2 separate regions of the Anas platyrhynchos genome follow, and region 2 is linked to region 1. A link is a contact called in public Hi-C data. All regions are on one chromosome and are shown on one strand. The core of a region is the stretch at or near the end of the contact, and the rest is flanking DNA. Distances in the headings are between cores, read along the strand shown.

Region 1 (2,981 bases), core at 197-2,696:
ATGTCTGTCCCCTGTCCCCATACCTGTCCCTTGTCTCTGTCTCCTGTCCCCATATACCCATCCCCTGCCCCGTCTCCATGTCCATCCCCTGTCCCCACGTCTATTCCCTGTCCCTATATACCTGTCCCCTTTTCATGTCCCCATGTCTGTCCCCTGTCCCCATATACATGTTCCCTGTTCATGTCCCCAAGTCTGTCCCCTGTCTCCATGTTTGTCCCCTGTCCCCACATCTGTCTCCTGTCCCTATATACCTGTCCCCTCTTCATGTCCCCACATCTGTCCCCTGTCCACCTGCCTGTCCCCTGCCCCATGTCTGTTTCCTGTCCCTATTCCTGTCCCTTCCTTGTCCCCTGTCCCCATATCCATCCCCTGTCCCCAAGTCTGTCCCCTGTCTCCATGTTTGTCCCCTGTCCCCACATCTGTCCCCTGTCCCCATATACCTGTCCCCTCTTCATGTCCCCACATCTGTCCCCTGTCCCCATATACCTGTCCCCTCTTCATGTCCCCTTGTCTGTCCCCTGTCCCCATATCTGTCCCTTGACCCCATGTCCATTCCCTGTCCCCATATACCTGTCCCCTGTCCCCACGTCTGTCCCCTGTCCCCATGTCTGTTCCCTGTCCCCATATACCTGTCTCCTATCCCCTATCCTCACCCCCTATTCCTGGTTCCCTGTCCCCCTGCCTGTCCCCTGTCCCCTAGTCTGTCCCTTGTCCCCTTTTTATTTCCCCATGTCCGTCCCCTGTCCCCACATCTGTCTCCTGTCCCCGTGTCTGTCCCCTGTCCCCATATACCCATCCCCTGCCCCGTCCCCATGTCCATCCCGTGTCCCCACGTCTTTTCCCTGTCCCTATATACCTGTCCCTTTTTCATGTCCCCATGTCTGTCTCCTGTCCCCATGTCTGTCCCCTGTCCCCATATACCCGTCCTCTCTTCCTGTCCCCCTGCCAGTCCCCTGTCCCTATGTCCATCCCCTGTCCCCACATCTGTTCCCTGTCCCCATATACCCATCCCCTCTTCATGTCCTCATGTCCATCCCCTATCCCCATGCCTGTCCCTTGTCCCTGTGCCCTGTCCCCATGTCTGTTCCCTGTCCCCATATACCCATCCCCTCCTCATGTTCCCATATATCTGTCCCCTGTCCCCAGGTCTGTTCCCTGTCCCTATATACCTGTCCCCTCTTCATGTCCCCTTGTCTGTCCCCTGTCCCCATTCCTGTCCCCTGTCCCCACGTCCGTCCCTTGTCCCCATGTCTGTTTCCTGTCCCTATTCCTGTCCCTTCCTTATCCCTTGTCCCTCGTCCCCTGTCCCCACATCCATTCCCTTCCCCATATCCCTCCCTTGTCCCCCTGTCCCTCCCCTGTCCCTATTCCTACCCCTTCTCCCCACGCCCATCCCCATTCCCCGCCCCGTCCCCATTCCCCTCCCCGCCGCGCTCAGCTCCTCCCCGCGCGGCCTACCGCGGCCTCCACACCCCAAACCCACCCTAAACCCCCCCAAAACCCCCCCAAAACCCCAAACCCACCCCCTCGCCATGCCGGGGGGCGCCGTGCGGGTGCTGCTGCTGGGCCCCGTGCCCTACTCCTTGGCTCTGCGGGTCCAGGAGCGCTGCGTGGGGGCGGCCCGGGCGGCGGCCCTAAAGGCTGCGGCCCCCCCCCAAAACCGCCCCATAGCCCCCCCCCAGCTTTGGCCGGCCGAGAGCTTGGTGCTGAGCGAACCGGCCGGGCCCGTGTACGCCTGGGGGCTGAGGGGAGCCCCCGGGGGGGAGCTGGCGGCTAAATTAAGGGAGAAAGGAGCGGGGTTGGAGGCGGTGAGGCGGGGGGGGCACGTTACATATCACGGGCCCGGGCAGCTGCTGGCTTTGGTGGTTTTGGATCTGAGGGCTCGGAAATTGGGGTTGAGGGGGTTCGTGGGGGGGTTGGAGGAGGTGGGGGTGAGGCTTTGTCGCCGCCTCGGGGTGCCCGCAGCGAGATCCAGGCCCCCCCCGCTCACCGGAGTCTGGGTGGGGGACGGGAAGGTGGCGGCTATAGGTGAGGAGGGGGGGGGAATGGGGTGGGGGGGGAATTGGGGTGGGGAATGGGGTGGGAAAGGGGGTGGGGGGGTGGTGGGGGGGATGGGAGAGGGATGGGGGGGGAGTGGGTGGGGAATGAGGTGGGGGGGTGGGGAATTGGGGGGTAATGGGGTGGGGAAGGGGGTGGGGAATGGGGGGGGAATGGGGGGGCGAATGGGGGGGGATGGAGTGCAACGGGGGGGGGAATGGGGCGGGGAATGGGGAGGGAAGGGGGGTGTAATGGAGTGTGCAAGGGGGGGAATGGGGGTGTAATGGGGTGTGCAAGGGGGGTGCAAAGGGGTGGGCAGTGGGGTGGGGAATGGAGGGGGAAGGGGATGGAGAAGGGGGTGGGTAATGGGGTAGGGGGTGGTGGGGGGGTGGGGAATTGGGGGGGTAATGGGGTGGGGAATGGGGTGTGCAAGGGGGGTGGGTAATAAGGTGGGCAATGGGGGGTGGGGAAGGAGGGGGAATGGGGGGGGAAGGGGGGTGCAAGGGGGAGTGCAAGGGGTGTGTAATGGAGTGTGTAATGGAGTGTGCAGGGGGGGGAATGGGGGTGTAATGGGGTGGGCAATGGAGGTTTAATGGGGTGGGCAAGGGGGGTGGGGAATGGGGGGGAATGGAGGGGTAATGGGGTGGGGAATGGGGGGTGCAAGGGGGGAGGAAGGGGGGGTGTAATGGGGTGGGGAATGGGGGGGAGAATGGGGTGGGTAATGGGGGCTGCAAGGGGGGAGGAAGAGGGGTGTAATAGGGGGTGCAAGGGGTGTGCAAGGGGGGTGCAATAGGGTGGGCAATGGGGGGGGAATGGGGGCGGAAGGGGGTGGGGAATGGGGTGGGAATGGGGTGGGGAAGGGGGGTGTAATGGGGTGAGCAGTGGGGTGGGTAAGGGGGTGCAAGGGGTGTGTAATGGGGTGTGTAATGGAGTGTGCAAGGGGG
Region 2 (2,981 bases), core at 194-2,693, 140 kb after region 1:
AGCCCACAAAGAAGCACGTTTCACCCCAAAAACATGTTTTACCCCATAGAAATTTAGCAGGGATCCAGCCAGGACCCACAGGGCTTCCCCCAGGCACCTCTCACGAGCCAAAATTGCCCATCACGAGCAGCAGGGATGCAGCCAGTGCCCCGTCTGCAGGCACCCATGCCTTGAATTGGTGCAGAGCGGTTCCTCTCCCAAAAAATGCCCAACCGGAGAAGCTCCAGGCTGGGCAAGGTCCCCAAGTGCCACCGCCACTGTCACCAGCTCTCGTGGATCCAGGGCTGCCCGGCAGTGCTCCCCAAAATTCAGCCAGGATAGGGGGTGAGAGGAGGGGTTCCCATAAACACCGGAGCAAAAGCTGCAAGAGAAAGGAGCCCTGGCAGCACAGGGGACAGGGAAAATCCCTGGAAAGTGAGAAGAAATAAGGGGAAGCCTTAGGGACAAAGAAAGTGCAAAGTGGAGCTGCTTTACTGGAAAAAGAGGCTTGAATAAGTGGGAGCGGAGAGGGAACAAAAAAAAAATGTGCGGAAAGCCCTTGGAGAGCTGGCAATGCAAAACATTTGCAATCACTCCTGTTTTCCCCCTTTTTCCTCTTTCTTTCTTCCTTTCTTCCTTCCTTCCTTCCTTTCTTTCTTTCTTTCTTTCTTTCTTTCTTTCTTTCTTTCTTTCTTTCTTTCTTTCTTTCTTTCTTTCTTTCTTTCTTTCTTTCTTTCTTTCTTTCTTTCTTTCTTTCTTTCTTTCTTTCTTTCTTTCTTTTTTTCTTTCTTTCTCTCTCTCTCTCTCTCTTTTTTTCTCTCTCTCTCTTTCTCTCTCTCTTTCTCTCTTTTTCTTTTCTTTTCTTTTCTTTTCTTTTCTTTTCTTTTCTTTTCTTTTCTTTTCTTTTCTTTTCTTTTCTTTTCTTTTCTTTTCTTTTCTTTTCTTTTCTTTTCTTTTCTTTTCTTTTCTTTTCTTTTCTTTTCTTTTTTTCTTTTCTTTTCTTTTCTTTCCCTTCCTTTCCTTTCCTTTTCTTTCCCTTCCTTTCCTTTCCTTTTCTTTTCTTTCCCTTCCTTTCCTTTCCTTTTCTTTCCCTTCCTTTCCTTTCCTTTTCTTTTCCTTTTTTTTTTTTCCTTTTTTTTTTTTTTAATCCCACTAGACAAACCCAGCCCAGGAACACCGAACATGTTCAAGGAGCCGTGCGAAAGAAGGCAGCGAAGAAAGCAGCAGCGTGAGGAACTTCGCAGCCTCCAACCTGCGAGGCGCGGGGCAGGCGCAAGAAGAGCCCGACCACCGCTGCCATACTCACAGTTGTAGGATTCGCCCCGTCCCCGTGTCCCCGTGTCCCCGTGTCCCGTCCCGCTGGGTTGGGAGCAAAAGTTTTCCTCTGGCAGCAGCTGCCCCGGCCATTGGGTGCTTTTACTTCCCAGCCCGGAGGTGGGGATGGGTGTGTGGAGGTGGGGCTTGGGCTCCGTCTCAAAAACCAGAGCACATTTTAACCCAAACTTTTGCAATCGTCTCCTTCGCTAGGATTTTATTTTCCTTTTCCTGCAATCCGAGCGATTACGGAGCCGCCGATGTGGTTTGCTGATGCAGGGCTTTGCAAACTCTTCACGGTCATGGTGCAAGCTGGGTTTGCTTTTTTTTTTTTTCCCCTTTCTCAAGGGTCCCATCCTTAGCAAGCTTTTTTTTTTTTTTTTTTTCTATTTTTTTTTTACATTTATGTTCTTATTCCAGCCTCTGCCTTTGAAGCTGTGGTGCTGCCCAGGGGTTTGCGATCGGGAGCTTTTATAACCCCGTGCTATTTACTTTTCGGCACCGTTTTTTTTTTTTGCACTAATCTGCATTTTCAGATAAGGAACCGAGGAATTAATGCACAGGCAGCCCCAGAAAAGGGGATTTGTCCTGGGGGTGTCCACGTTTTGGGTTGTGGGATGGGGACGGCTGCGAGGGGGCATTAGGGATCCCCTCTCCTTGGTGTCACTGCGGGGTTTATTCCCTCTCTGGCCACCTTGGCATCACCCTGGGCTGGGGACAGAGATGTGATGGCAAATCCTCCGAGGCTCGGAGATGCTCTTGGTCCAGGGGAGCCCTGGTTTGGCAGCCCTGCCGCAGCCACCGGCTTCTTTGAGCTTCAGATGGGATGGAGAAGGCAAAGCAAGGCTGCTGAGAGATGCTGGGTCTGGGCAATTAATATCGAAGGTGTCATACTGATAACCCACAGTCTCCAGAGATGACATTTTCAGGATTAAATGCCACAAAACACCACGAGCAGTGGATTGTGCACCCTAATCCTGCACGCACTTTTTTCATGTTCACCTTACAGTCCTCACAAAAGTCATTTGTGTGCACCTTTGGATTGAATTGCTGCATCAGGCACTGCACGGGTGGTGGGGCTTTACACCAGACAAGTTATCTCGGACCCTAAAAAAATATGTTTCTAAAGATTTCAGAGCCCTGGATGTCCCAGCCTGGCCCTTCTCCTGCTGCTTGCCCAAAATGCTGCACCAGCATTTTGCTGGGTGCCCACGGCCCCCTCAGCAAGGTCCCAGAGCCAAGAGGTGGAAAATCCATTGTGGATTTTTCCCTGCCCATGGCTGTGATTTAGCAGCAGCCAGGAGACCCACGACCACATTTCCCTCCTGGCATTTCCTTCTGGGGTCCCACAGGCTGGAAACGGGGCGCAAAGGGCACAGGGACTCAATGTTTCCAAAGCAAGAGATTATCCGCCGCCCGTGCACGAGCTCGTTAAATAATAATTAAAACGCCTGCCTCATTAGCCCTATCAGCAGAGATGCGTTTTGCTCGGTCGGAGACGGCCGAATCGGTGCGCTCAGAAATGCTCCTCGCCCGAGTGACCCTGAGCTGTCCTCCTCCCAGGCAGGGCTGCATCAGGCAGATAATGCACTGCGGAGAAAATAAACTTTATCAGCTCTCGTGGGCTCTGCGATCTCGCAGGAAGGAGTTATTAGATCTAAAAAAAAATAATAATAATAAAAAAAAAT

The links. A called contact is a pair of places that touch in the nucleus more often than the background predicts.
Region 2: a contact with region 1 is called in a Hi-C map of skeletal muscle, with 2.3 times the contacts expected there. The contact joins the promoter of SLCO2B1 here to the promoter of LIPT2 in region 1. A contact is called at or near these places in 2 of 8 Hi-C or Micro-C datasets (skeletal muscle and subcutaneous adipose tissue).

The regions. Positions count from the first base shown.
Region 1 is chr1:206,109,064-206,112,044 of IASCAAS_PekinDuck_T2T, forward strand. It overlaps LIPT2 (lipoyl(octanoyl) transferase 2), which reads left to right and starts at 1,447. Exons shown (of 2, transcript XM_072032948.1): 1 at 1,447-2,028. The coding sequence starts at 1,533. It overlaps LOC110354133 (a long non-coding RNA gene), which reads right to left and starts at 1,337. Exons shown (of 4, transcript XR_011806608.1): 1 at 487-1,337; 2 at 1-440.
Region 2 is chr1:206,253,402-206,256,382 of IASCAAS_PekinDuck_T2T, forward strand. SLCO2B1 (solute carrier organic anion transporter family member 2B1) reads right to left here and starts at 1,444. Exons shown (of 15, transcript XM_072032950.1): 1 at 1,286-1,444.